Regions from separate parts of the Mus musculus genome. Here all the other regions are linked to region 1. Evidence: chromatin contacts called from public Hi-C and HiChIP or PLAC-seq data. All regions are on one chromosome and are shown on one strand. Each heading gives the region's core, a stretch centred on a gene start, on an enhancer-like site or on the middle of the called end of the contact. The rest is flanking DNA. Distances are from core to core; before and after follow the strand shown.

Region 1 (4,466 bases), core at 926-3,425:
ATAGAATTATAGATCTTCTTGTGATATTCTTTATGTGTCTCTCTCTTTCAGAGAGAGCTTTGCCTACAGGTTGGCCTCTAATTTCCATATTCTAGCCTGAGTTTTACTGGTGACCTGAATTTAATCATGGGACCCACGTGGTAGAAAGAGACCCAGGTGTTGTCTCCTGATCTCCATAGGCAGTGTCCCCCCCCCCCCCCAAAAAAAAACCAATGTGGGATATCTTGTTAAAAATGTAGATTAGTAGACGGGGGGGGGGGGGGGGGGGGGGGGGGGGGCTGAGCTGAGCTGCTCACAAGGCCTCAGGTGAAGCCCATGATGTGGAGTCTGACCACAACTGGAGTTTCAAAGCCTTATGGAGTTGGAGACAATGGGAGGGGGAGGTGTACACACACACACACACACACACACACACACACACACACACACACACACACACACACACGATAGCTGGGTGACTTGGGATTAGAGACTTCCCTTTAAGACAGCTTTCTGTTCTTTCAGGTCCATGATTTAGCTGACGACCATTTCTGTAATTACTTAGTTGTGCTCCTCCACCTTTTTTTCTTCCCTTCTTAATCAACAGTCACATAAAAAAAGGGCTCCCTCTGCTCACATCTGCACTGAAACGCCAAGCATCCAGTTTTAAGCAATCAGTTTTATCCCCCTTCTTACCATGCAACCTTGGATAGCCCCCAAAGCACACAACCTAAGATTCACGGTGAGAAGCTTGAAGACATATCACCAATAATTTCCTTTCTTTCTTTTAGCTCCATGCGGAGCCCTCTGCACGATGCACATCTACAGTGGCCTGCTTGCTAGGCATTTAACATTGGGGTGCCAGATTTCCTTTTAAAGACATGCAATATTCCTTTTATAAATAAAGCCCTGAATTTTTGCCTATTCAAACAAAGCTCTTCCTGAGTCTCAGCTGTGAGTCTTTATTTAAAGCAGTATTATTGCTTACACATTTTAATATTCTTAATATCTTTAATATTTTTAGCCTGTTTGATATAGGAAATACCTAATCTTGTTCCTAGCTGTATATTCAACACCAAACAGTGCTCTATTCTAAACAGGATTTTGGAGAGATTCAATGAAGGATGAAACAAAAGACTTATTTTTTCTTAATACTTTAATGTCTTCTAATTTGCCACATCCTTACTTATTGGGAACCTGGATGTTAATGGATAAATAATATTAGTTCTGCTAGAGTAAAGATCGTAAAAGTCAACCCATTTCAGAAGGTGTATTACAAAATATTAAAAGCATCCACTGGCTAAAGGATCAAAAATAAGTTCACCTTTAAATACCCTTTAAGAGAATTTTAAATGATGAAATATTTAGGTGTTAGTAACTCTTCTCTCCTGTATCACCTACCACCATATATATCACTTTTCTAGGGAAATAGAATTTTAAGTGCAGGGCTAAAATTTAGATTGGGCCCAAATCCACATCCTAACTAACAAGCTAACTACGCTTTCTCTGTCATTGTTTTATATCCTTGACGTTTTGCATTCAATGGGATTGTGTTTTCGTTAACGGTTCTCCGCGGTTGAAATATCAGGGAAATGAAATAGGGCTTTCTCATGTTTCAGTCCCAAGAAAAGGAGACTGCAAAGCCCATTCTGCGAGGTGTAAGAGGCCTACAAGGTGCACACCCTGCAACTGCTTCATATTCCAATTTCATCTCTGGGATTTTGCACAGCTCTTCATTTTGGGGATGATGTAAACTGCGCAGGAGCACTACAGTACTCGCACCAAGGAGAAGGATGCGAGAACAAGCACCTTGGGCTGCCACATTCTCTTAAACATGCAGCCGTGGGCTACAGGCCCGGATACCCGCCCCCAAACCGGGTCCACAACAATCGTTTCCTCCCTCCCCGTCTTTTACATACAGTACACATACAAATACACACACGCAGAGCAGCCAGCAGGGGCGGGCCGGGCGCGACCACTGTGCCAGCCGTGGGGGGGGTGGAGGAGAGGGACAGCTCCCGCGTGCCTCTCTCCGGGCCTCCCCTCTCCCTCCCCTCCCACGGCATCTGCTTGCAATTGGTCGCAACCAGGGGCACCTGTGGGCTCTAGGGGACTCAGGCCCTCAGCTCCCGAGCCACGACGCTCGGCGGCTGTAGCGCCACCCGTGCCTGCGCGAGCACTTGGTACGGCCCAGCGCTAGCGGGCGCCGAGCGGGAGCCGCGCGGGAGCGGCGTAGCGACATCGGCGGCGGTGGCGGTGGCGGTGGCGGTTGCAGCTCGGAGCCGTTGAGACGCCTCTGCGGCAGCTGGTGGCGCAGGTGGCCGGCGTGGACGTGGGCAGGAGCGGCCAGCGCGCCCCGCAGCCCCAGCGCCGCCGCCCGGCAGGTGAGAGCCGCCCCGCCCCCGCTCGGCGCGGATGGGAAGCGGGCGGCCGCGCTCGCAGCCTCCCTCCTCTCCCCGCCGCGCCCCTCCCTCGTGGGCTGCGGCCCGTGGGAAAAGCCCTGGGAGCGCCGGGGTGGGAGGCCGGCGGCCGGGTGGCGGGCAGCATCCCTGCCTCAGGTGGCCGCGACCGCAGGCCCCGGCGCTGCTCGGGGCCGAGGCCGCGCTCTGTCCGAGGAGGCGCGCAGGCGGCTCCCCCTCCCCCTCCGCCGCCTCCCCTCCCCCTGCCCTCCTCCCCGCGGCCCCTCCCTGGGGTTTGCGCTTTAACCGCCCTCCCTGCTGTCCCTCGCAGGCGCGTCGGGACACCCCGAGGCATCCTCCCCCGCCCGCGGGCCCGCCAGTCCCAGCTCGCGTCTGTGCTCTCGCATCTCCTGATCGCGGCTGCGCTGCTCCCCCTTCTGGTCTTGGGACTCCCGGCGTCGCCCCTCAAACATGACTCGCGATTTCAAACCTGGAGACCTCATCTTCGCCAAGATGAAAGGTTATCCTCATTGGCCAGCTCGAGTAAGTGATTTGTAGCCCCGGTGTAGCGGTGCGGCCTGCCTCCCATCGTTTCTTCTCGGCTTCCTTTCAGTCCTTCCTCTCCTTTTCTCTTTACCGTTACTTGGAACCTTTCATTTTAGCTTTCTTTCTTTTTTTTTTTTTCTGTATACTCACGTACAATTGTAAAATTCTAGGTTTTCCTTCATATCCGCGGCGGTTTCCCTTTTTGAGTCTCTGACAGGTGTTCTATATAGCAGTTTTTGGGGATGACATTCAATTAACGTTTCATTGAGGCGAAATCATCAAGTAGGATTTTTGTGAGTTGAAATCATGACATTTCCTTAAAATTTGGAATTTTGAACAAAATACAAAGCGTCAACGAAAAATGCAGACTCCAAGCCCTTGCATGTCAGCTGTGGTTTAGGTTGCTTCGTACCGATTTGCAGTTGGCGGCTCATTTGGATCTTTAGATTCACAGTCTTTGGCTTTATGACCTTGAAGATGTTGTTTTCCATTTTTTGTTCTCCATAGCCAAAGGGAGAAGTAGACCGGACACTGGATTAACCTAACTGGAGAAGTCCTAAGGGCTCAAGATGTTACATTAAACAGCCGAGCTCCATTTTCAGGAAAAAAAAAATAGGTTTTTTTTGTTAGTTTATAATGGTGTCAAGGTTCAGAATACTATAGATAAGACTTAAAGAAGGTTATTAGATAAACTCAAAAATAGACTCATGTTCTAAAATTGTAATTATTTTTTCATACAACCTATTTTTTATTTTCATTTTCAAGACAGTTTCTCTGTGTAGCGCTGATTGTTCTGGAACTCACTCGTAGACCAGGCTGGCTTCAAACTCGGAGATCTACCTGCCTCTGCTTCTGGAGTGCTGGGACTAAAGGCGTACACTACCACTGCCTGGCTATTTTTTTTATGCACGTAACTAATTTAATCTTTGAAAGGTATTACTTAAAAATAATGAATTCCATCGTTGGGTTCTGACAGCTGTGTATGAGTACTGACTTAGACTGCTCCCTAACTTCCCATCCTCCTGGGGTACCTTGTTTGGTAGAGCCTTAATCCTCAGCCTTGTCTATATAATTGGTGTTCTTGTTTTCCTATAGGAAAACTTGTAAATTACTGCTGTGTGTGTGCTTTGACCGTTACATATGTTGCAAACGTCTTTAGGGCAGTGACCTAAAGCTGAATTTCTTTATCCTGCTGCTCTTACATAGTCATGCACTTGGAAAACACTGCCTTTCAACTTTACAGAAGACTCGCTAGGCTTGGGAAGGTTTCAAGGCCCCCAAGAGACACTTGATGATTCTAGGTATCCTGATTTTGAGCTGTTAAAAATCATGGTTATCTGATACTCATATTCTAAGTTCCATGCCCCAATGTAGTTAGAGGCCAGGTGTAAATACTTTAAATTTTTTTCTGACTTTGACAGCTAGAGAAATGGCTCCGTGGTTAAGAGGACTCGCTGCTCGGTGGACCTAATTCGGCACTTATCTCAGGCAGCTCACATCCACAGTGATCTGTCTGTGATGACAGGGCAGTGTCACCACCTG
Region 2 (4,466 bases), core at 877-3,376, 63 kb before region 1:
CCAGCTTCAGGCCACAAGCACCAGACACTTACGTGGTACACAGACATGCTTGTAGGGGAAACACAGATGCATAGAAAATGTTTAAAATCCTCCAGTCTGCCCTAGGCAATTGTTACATTTTTGCTACATTTGCTTTATCAGACGTTCATCCATCTAGGTACACACCCATCCGTTTATAGCCAGCATTCCACCATACTGTGTATGCATTTCTAACCACAAAGAGAGTGTGGAACAGCGCACTCCTGTAATTCATCACATACATCAATAGAAAAACGACTAATGTGATTGCTAACTGAATACGATACGGTCTTACTATTTTAAGTAAAATTTACATACACTGAGATGAACAAATCTTTACCATTTAGGATCCTACAAATATAAGATTTTTAGGTTACCTAAATGTCATACCCCCATGTAATCCAAACCACTATCAAATCATAAAAAAAATCCTTTAACCCAAACCCCCCTCATATTTCTTTAATTTCTATTTTTATTTTATTTATATATATATATATATATATATATATATATAGGTATTTTGCCTACATGCATATAAGTCCACCACTTGTATGCTTGGTGCCTACAGCAGCCAGAAGAGGGCGTTGGTTTCTGGGAGTTGGCTGGAGTTAACAAACGGTTTTGAGCCGTTCTGTGAATGGCTTGGAATGGAATCCAGGTCCTCTTGAAGGATAGTCAGTGTTCTTAACCTCTTGAGTCATTTCCCAGCCCCAAGCTCCCTCATATTTTTGTCTACTGCCTACTTACTTTAGGGGAAACCACTATTCAGATTTTATTCACTAACAATTAGCTTTACCTATTATAGAACTCTATGTACAAAAAAAAATCACAAGATGTCCTCACGTATAAAATATTTTTCACTCAACTTATTTCTAAGATTCATTAACTTTATGTATTAGCACTGGCCCCTTTTTAGGGCTGAGTAATATTTCATTATATAAATACAACACAATCCTTACATTATGTACTTTTTTTATAACGTGACCTGGATGCTTGCTTTAGTTATATGGTAACCTAAGTGAATCTGCATGCATTTATTTATATTTTTTAAAGATTTATTTATTTATTATTATATGTAAGTACACTGTAGCTGACTTCAGACGCACCAGAAGAGGGTGCCAGATCTCATTACAGATGGTTGTGAGCCACCATGTGGTTGCTAGGATTTGAACTCAGGACCTTTGGAAAAACAGTCAGTTCTCCTAACCACTGAGCCATCTCTCCAGCCCTTATCTATACTTTAAACAAGTAGTTTATTTATTTATAACTAAATCCTACATAATAGGATTTTGAGGGTTAAATTTAGTGTCTTTTTCTTTTCAAGGCACACAATCTAATGCAGTGACACAGAAACCTACAGAATCAACAAAGTCACTTTCAGTATTTCTTGAACATGCAGACTGACTAGAAATTTTGACTCAAATTATATATTGTTATAAAGGAGCCTAGAGTGTATATAGAAAACACACACACCTGCTTTGTGATTTTACATATTGCTTAAAGAATTAGAATCCTAAATTCTGTATTCTTTTCCTATACACGTAACAATATAAAATATTAACTAGGCTGAAGGTATAGTTTGGCTGGTAGAATACTAGACTAGTAATTCACAAAGCACTGTGCTCAGTCAACCCTAGCACTACATAAATCAGGAGCAGTGGAAAGCATCTTAGATGCTGAGTGCAAGAAAGAATGCACAAGTTCAAGGTCATCTTCAGCTACACAGACGTATGAGACATCCTGAGATATATCAGACCCTTCCCCTACACACAAACAATGTCTCAAAATAAATTAATGTAGGACTGAAAACCCAAATCAGTGACAGTGCTTGCCCGTTATGCACAAATCCCCAACGTGGAAACAGAAGAATTTAAACCTCTTATAAACACACATCTAGTCCCATGGGTGAAAAACCCCATGAGATCCAGTATGGATGTGCAACAACAAGCAAGAACGCGCGCAGAACAAAGCTTTGCCCTGAACTGGGAGAGGAGAAGCTGCCTTACCGCAGAGCCTCTCTTGAATCCGCTGCGCCTCGGCCAGTCTCTCCTCGGCCGCCCGTCTTCCCAGACCAGCCTCCTTCCTAGCGACAGCCAGATCGTACTCCAGACGCTGTCGCAGCGCTTCTCCTTTTTCCACCTCAGACCGCAGCCTGGCAATCTGGCTCTCATAGCTTGACAGCTAAAAACAGATTCCTGAGCTCATGAACTGGCAATAAAACACGTCTATAAGTTGATGAGAGTGCATAACACAGGCATTTACATTTCTTAGCGAAACCTTGCTCTGTGTTTACCAAAATTCATATTCTGACCTTTTCTGGAACATTAGGAAAGAAACGCTGCTTCGCCAGGTGACAATCATAAGCGCATTATGGAGAGACTCGACTAGAGGAAAAGCCTTTTAAACAAACAAAGAAAAAACTGTGCATGTGACTCACAAAATCATGCCTAGCAAACAAAAAGGCATGCCACATAATAAACACTTAAAACTTCTTGTAGTCCTCTCCTTTTATCTCCTACATGTACTCAAGGAGCAAACAGGGCTGAGGAGGGTGGCACATCAGTGTACAGGGCTGGCTGCCCTCCCAGCGACCCCAGCGACCCCAGCTCAGTTCAGAGCATCATGAGGGACAGGTCACAACCACCTGGACTCTGGTCCCAGGGCATCCAACACTCTCTCCTGGCTTCTGAAGGGGGCCTCCACACGCAGGACACATATGAACACACACATAAAAAATGTTTAAAAGAAGCAAATGGCAACAAAGTACAATTTAGTGAATAATGTGTTATTTTTCTTGGTTAAAATATCAATGACAGCATAGACTAATAAGTGAGACTATTATAGGGATGTTAGCAAAGGGCCACCTAATCGTGACATTCCATTCACTACGATGACACAAATGGCTCAAAAACTAGAATGTGAGGACCTGTAATGATCTTACTCTAAAATCATATAGTCAAGACTAGATAATTTATCTTTTACAAATAATTTATATACTAAATACTTAATACTTGTGATGTGGTGAGTAAAATAAGAAAAGATAAATGTTATAGAGCTCTTGGGTGAAAGATCTACAAGTTACAGAAAGGTATATGAACCAAATTCTGTAAAAGAAATAAAAATAATATTTTATGATAGTTTGAAGTAAAAATACTATGTGACTGGTTTTGTTTTTAAAGATATTTTTTAAAAAGAGCAGGGTTGGGTGGGAAGGGAGGTGAGGGAGAAGTTGGGGGACAGGGAAGGTGATCAAAATACATTGTTTAACATTTTTCTCAATTAAAAAAATAAAATGCTAAATATTTAAACCAAAAAACCTTATGCTTTAAAAAAATTAAAAGAAGACCTGAGAATGTAGCTCACTAGTATATAAACACAAAAGGATATTAAGACTTAAATATGGAAATGAAGAGTAAGCCTACAAAAGAGAAAGACATTCACATGTAATTTATGACTTCACTTAAAAGGGAAAGAAACCTACTGTACATGAAATGTGCATATGTATAAGTATGTATATTCACACTAATATGTTATAATAAAACAAAAACAAAGATAACTTCTGAGCTACACTAATTAAAATTTTATATACAAGTGTACTTAAGAAAAAGACTGTTCCACAACTCGCATCCTAAAGGAATCTACATTATAATTTCAAAACCTGTGCCTGGTTAAGCCATGTACAACATAACACACAAGGTCACAGCACCTGGGAAGCTGAGGCAAGACTGAGTGTGAGGAAGGGCTGGGTTACATAACAAGAGCTCTCTCAAAAAAGCATTTTTCTAATTTATAAATTCTTCAGTCATCGAAGACATTCATCAAATAAGGTGTTTGGTCATGTCAAGCTTGTTAATTAAAATGCATCGAGCTGTCGGGATGGTTCAACTGGTAAAAATGCCGGCTGCTATATCTGACAATCTCAGTTTCAGTCCCTGGTACTACAAGTGTCTTAATTAGGGTTTCTATCGCTGCAATGAAACACCATAAGCAAAAAGCAAGTTGGGGAAGAAAAGGTTCACTTTGCTTACACTTCCATAGCACTGTTCATCATCAAAGGATGTCAGGGCAGGAACTCAAACAGGGCAAGAACCTAGAGGCAGGAGCTGATGCAGAGGCCATGGAGGGATGCTGCTTACTGGCTTGTTCGCCATGACTTGCTCAGCCTTCTTTCTTATAGCACCCAAGACCACTAGCCCAGGGATGGCACCACCCACAATGGGCTGGGCCTTCCCCCATCAATCACTAATTAAGAAACTGTTCTGCAGCCAGATCTTATGGAGGTGTTTTCTAACTTTCAAATAACTCTAGCTTGTATCAAGTTGACATACTCTATTCAGCAAAATGAGGTACCACACGTCATCCTCTACCCTCCACATGAATGCTATGACACATGTGCTCCCACACAAAGAATAAAATGTTTTAACTAATTAATATACATTTAAGACAGC
Region 3 (4,466 bases), core at 1,029-3,528, 47 kb after region 1:
CTTGATGCGTTCCTAGCGACGACATGGTTCTCTAGTTACATATTTCCTGCCATTTCTTTTATTTTCAGCTTTCTTACAAAACCTTTTCAATTTCCAGTAACTCTTAACATGGATTGGGGGGCGGGGGGGGGCAGGATTTCTTTGTGTAGCCTTTGCTGTCCTAAAACTCTGTAAATTAGACTGGCAACCAACTCCGAGATCTACCTGATCTACCTCCTGAGTGACAGGACTAAAGACATACACCACCAGGGTTTCTGTCCTTAAGTCATGTTATGTAATAGTACACATGTAATAGTTATGTAATAGTAGGTACACGTGGTCTCAATCCTGAATCACACCAAACTTAAAGGGGATGGCCAGGATCCTCACGGTACAAGTCACTGAATCCTCAGGGCTGGCTGTATAGTTAAGAAATAATAATTAAGTACTAAATGTCCTGTTTGGCTGCTAGAACACAAACCAGTCTTTTTAATGTGCTTCTGCAGCATTCAGAACAGTAAGCTATTTAAAATAAGGGTCCAAGGGCTAGTGAGATGGCCCAGGGGTAAAGTGACTGGTGATAAGCCTGGGGGACCTAAGTTTGATCACTGGGTGCTCAAGGTAGAAGGGATGATGGACCCGCGCTCACAAGTGGTCCCTGGCCCTCCACACATGGGCATGGCACACACTTGTATGCAAACATATACAAATAAAGTATAAGAAAACATAGAAAAAGCCGGGCGTGGTGGCTCACGCCTTTAATCCCAGCACTCGGGAGGCAGAGGCGGGTGGATTTCTGAGTTCGAGGCCAGCCTGGTCTACAAAGTGAGTTCCAGGACAGCCAGGGCTATACAGAGAAACCCTGTCTCGAAAAACAAAACAAAACCAAACAAACAAAAACAAAAAAAGAAAAAGAAAACATTGAAAAGGTAAATGATCTAGAGCTAGGCATAGCAATGCATAAGAATAATCCCAATGTTAAGAAGGCTAAGGCAAGAAGACTGCTGTGAGTTTGGTGTCAGTTTCTGCTACATAGTTCTGGGCAAGCCTGGGTTACACAGGCTTGTAGACTCTCTGTTTTAAGATGGATGGATGGATGGATAGATAGATACATGCATGCATGCCCTAACCATAACTAATGCCTCATTTTGGAAACAAAGTTTGATATACATACAATTTTGTTGATCATACAACACTTGTATAAACCTCCACTAGAAGTGACTTGAACACCTTAATGTCTTCTCACATAATTGCTTATTTACAAAGAAAACTCTAGAACAAAAGTAGTTTTCACCAATAATAACCTCTCCTCACTGTACAAAGAAGTAACAGATGGGCAGGTTTAGTAACCCACATGCAATGCCAGCACTTCTGAAGCTGAGGCAGGAGAATCACAAATTCCAAGCAGCATGGGCTACACTGGAAGACAGTGTATTTGATACTTATTCAGAAAGTACTTGTACTGTTTACATGTTTGTTTTAAAAATACAGTTCCATTCTCAAGGCAATTATTAAAAAAACAAACACTGGCAAATCCTCCTCTACTTCAAAGCTAGAGAGACTTAATTAAATGCATTAGAGTTATCCAAGTCCTGGCACATCAACAACAGCCATCTAGCTCACTCTAAGAGCTGCAACTCACTGTCAAACCAGTCTACAACAGCTAGTGGAATACATGCCAGGAAACCAACAAAAACATAGAACACGGGGTCTTATTTTCACTTTTCTTTGAGGTACAATGGTGCTTAACACAAAAAACACTTCTGGAAAAAGCTACGAAGTATTGAACAGAGGCTCATTATACTATTCTCTATATTGATTACATATTTGAAAATTTTCCAACAGAAACCTTACAAATGAGAAAAAATAACCCCCACAGCCAACAATACTGTAAAATAAAAATGTCAATGAAATAGTCTTTCTAAGGCTCATAAAGATGTTAGCCTCAGCCGGGTATACACATTTAATCCCAACATTTAGGAGACAAAGGCAGGTGGATCTCTGAGTTGAAGGCCAGCTGGTCTACAAACCAAGTCCAGGGCATCCAGGACTATTACACAGAGAAAACCTGTCTTGAAAAAAACAAAAACCAAAAACCCCAGTAACAACAGCAGAAAGATGTTAAATTCAGTCAATACTTCATTCATAGGAATCTGTCCTTCTAAATGCTTTTAACATCATAAACACACATTTCTAAGCCATTGCTGAAGAACAAAAAGGAAAACAGATTTCTGAACTGATACATTCATCTCCCACCAGGCCCTGTGCTAGAAGCTGCTGGTGAGTGAGTGAATCACACCGTGCTTCAGCAGTCATTCACAGCGGGCGGCAGGGCAGGGCAGGGCAGGGCAGGGCAGGGCAGGGCAGGGCAGGGCAGAGAAGCTGTGGGCTCAGAAGGAGAAACGAGAACCCGACTCTAGCCCCCACCACTGATGGCTGAGCTTGAGCAGCTCAGGATGACTATGCTCTTTTCTTATAAAAATGGTGACAATTCTTTTAAGGCCAGCATACACTAGGCACATGACATGTGCTCAATGATCAGAGTATTATTTTAGTAGACAAACAAAGAATGTAGCCACAGATGTGTAAATATTAAGACAGTAGGGGCTAGAGAGATGGGTTAGTGGTTACAAGCACTTGTTGCTGGAATGAACTACATATCTGCTCTTACCAATGCTGATAGGTTACTATAAAAAGGGATTCTTCATGGTAATCTTTTCTTTTTGAAAGAAAAGAGCTCTGTATCTCTAGCTATCCTGGAATTTGCTATGTAGACAAGTGTTAGAGAATATTTGATTACACTGTGAACCCGAGACTGTTATTTCCTGGGAATTGCTGGTTGTGGTACCTCAGCTCTTAGCACACATCTTTAATCCCAATCAATGAAGGTAAGCCACCCATGTTTAAAAGTGAGTGACAGACGTGATGAATCAGAGAAAGATTTGACGGACTAGGATATGACAGCCCCCCACCAGGAGAGAGGAAAAGAAAGCTACTTAAGGGACAATGCAGAAAATGAAAAAGGCAGTTTTACTGGAAGAGTCTTACAGAGAGAGACAGGTTGAAGAGAACAAGCTAGACAGAGGTGAAGGCAGAAAGAGCCATAGAATGACAAGGAGACAGAAGATTTGCTATGAGGCCAGGCAGAGCCATTCAGCAGATGCAGAGAGAGAAGCCAGACTGAATCAGTGAGCCTGGAGAAGAGTCTGAGCCAGGACAGCTGAGTTGAATCAGCCAGCAGGAGTTCAGAGAGAACTAGAAAGGGTGAGCTGATTCAGCAGAAAGTCTCTGAGGCTGGAAACATTCTAGGCCTAGATTATGATTGTACAGAGGCTAGAAGCTTCCAGGACCAGGCCTAGGTTAGCAGATGGATGCAGTAAGCCTCTGAGATGACAATTACATCAGGGGGGAAAAATACTTTTACAGATCAGTCTGGTCTTGAAATCAGAGATCTGCTTGCCTCCACCTCCTGAGTGCTGGGATTAAAGACATACACCACCATACCCAGCTCACATTAATCTATTTATAGTTACACCTTCTTTTTTGGTAGGGTTAAGAAAGCTTTCAAGCCGGGCATGGTGGCGCACGCCTTTTAATCCCAGCACTCGGGAGGCAGAGGCAGGTGGATTTCTGAGTTCGAGGCCAGCCTGGTCTACAAAGTGAGCTCCAGGACAGCCAGGGCTACACAGAGAAACCCTGTCTCGAAAAAAAAAAAAAAAAAAACAAAGAAAGAAAAAAAAAAAGAGAGAAAGCTTTCAAAAGATTGATGCTTTCTCCCTTGGAAAAAAAAAAAAGAGAGAGAAACCTATTTCCTTAAAATTCCATTTGTTTCTCTTTATCATTGCAGTTACCTCCACAAGCACTGACTCAGAAGTTCAGTAGAGTTTAAGGATCTTAAAACCATTTTCAACATAACCACAAACATCTAGTGTAATCTCTTCATGAGCCATGATGCTCATCTCCATGTCAGTCACTGAACATGGTGGGTCTGTAAGACAGAGACACAAACAGCACCAGGACATTATACACATGAAAAGCCTGCAACCAAGTCTGTAAATGTGACCATGATTCGGCTGCCACCCCCATGCATGGTGATATGCTTCTTAACACACTGAAATGCTCAAAACAGGAGCAGGGAGAAGACACACATTCACTGTGTAAAGCCTAATGAGTGTCAGTTAACGGGACTCAAAATCAAAGAACTAAAACTGTGCATAGCTGATGGAGACAGGAGCCTGACTTTTGATCCTTTTCCAAGTTCTATCTGCATCCTACTTGTTTCAGCTGTCCTTTCATGGGCCTGCAGAGATGCCCTCTCCTTAGTGGGCAAGGAAACCCAGGGTCCTCTGCCAGGGCTGCACCACGAGAAAGAACCAGATCAATTCTGTGTCTTGTGATTCAGCAATATCAGGCTGTTGCGTTTGCTTAGGTTGGTAAACCCTCACTTCTGAGGGGCTGGGCAGCCTGCTCCTCTTCAAGAGGTGCTG

Evidence for each region. Hi-C and Micro-C count contacts between places; a contact is called where the count stands out from the background. HiChIP or PLAC-seq counts read pairs in DNA pulled down with a chosen protein or histone mark.
Region 2: a Hi-C map of cerebral cortex shows a contact between it and region 1, with 3 times the contacts expected there. The contact joins the enhancer-like site here to the promoter of Psip1 in region 1. A contact is called at or near these places in 8 of 39 promoter capture datasets (the C10 cell line, cranial neural crest, erythroid cells and 5 more), 1 of 15 datasets of contacts at CTCF or cohesin (the NIH/3T3 cell line), 2 of 484 Hi-C or Micro-C datasets (the N1E-115 cell line and cerebral cortex), 6 of 115 datasets of contacts at active chromatin or transcription factors (the SCID.adh cell line, craniofacial prominence, embryonic forebrain and 2 more) and 3 of 9 other capture datasets (adipose tissue, liver and pancreatic islet).
Region 3: a contact with region 1 is called in an H3K27ac HiChIP or PLAC-seq map of embryonic stem cells, with 8 read pairs. The contact joins the enhancer-like site here to the promoter of Psip1 in region 1. A contact is called at or near these places in 8 of 39 promoter capture datasets (the C10 cell line, the HPC-7 cell line, cranial neural crest and 4 more), 54 of 484 Hi-C or Micro-C datasets (the 63-12 cell line, the Ba/F3 cell line, CD8 T cells and 39 more), 12 of 115 datasets of contacts at active chromatin or transcription factors (the SCID.adh cell line, embryonic forebrain, embryonic stem cells and 3 more) and 3 of 9 other capture datasets (adipose tissue, embryonic stem cells and liver).

The regions. Positions count from the first base shown.
Region 1 is chr4:83,484,172-83,488,637 of GRCm38.p6, reverse strand. It overlaps Psip1 (PC4 and SFRS1 interacting protein 1), which reads left to right and starts at 2,175. Exons shown (of 16, transcript NM_133948.6): 1 at 2,175-2,363; 2 at 2,710-2,921. The coding sequence starts at 2,850.
Region 2 is chr4:83,547,336-83,551,801 of GRCm38.p6, reverse strand. Ccdc171 (coiled-coil domain containing 171) reads right to left here. Exons shown (of 26, transcript NM_001355378.1): 4 at 2,025-2,199. Among named protein-coding and RNA genes, the nearest start is that of Gm25899, 22 kb to the right of the region's middle. Within about 2 kb of position 2,126, at least 22 of the 459 cell types and tissues checked have an H3K27ac peak or open chromatin away from gene starts, as enhancers often do. A contact at or near this core is called in cerebral cortex, where this site is marked.
Region 3 is chr4:83,437,088-83,441,553 of GRCm38.p6, reverse strand. All of the region lies in intron 5 of Snapc3 (small nuclear RNA activating complex, polypeptide 3), which reads right to left. Among named protein-coding and RNA genes, the nearest start is that of Snapc3, 22 kb to the right of the region's middle. Within about 2 kb of position 2,278, at least 65 of the 459 cell types and tissues checked have an H3K27ac peak or open chromatin away from gene starts, as enhancers often do. A contact at or near this core is called in the G1E-ER4 cell line, Th1 cells, cerebral cortex and 10 more, where this site is marked.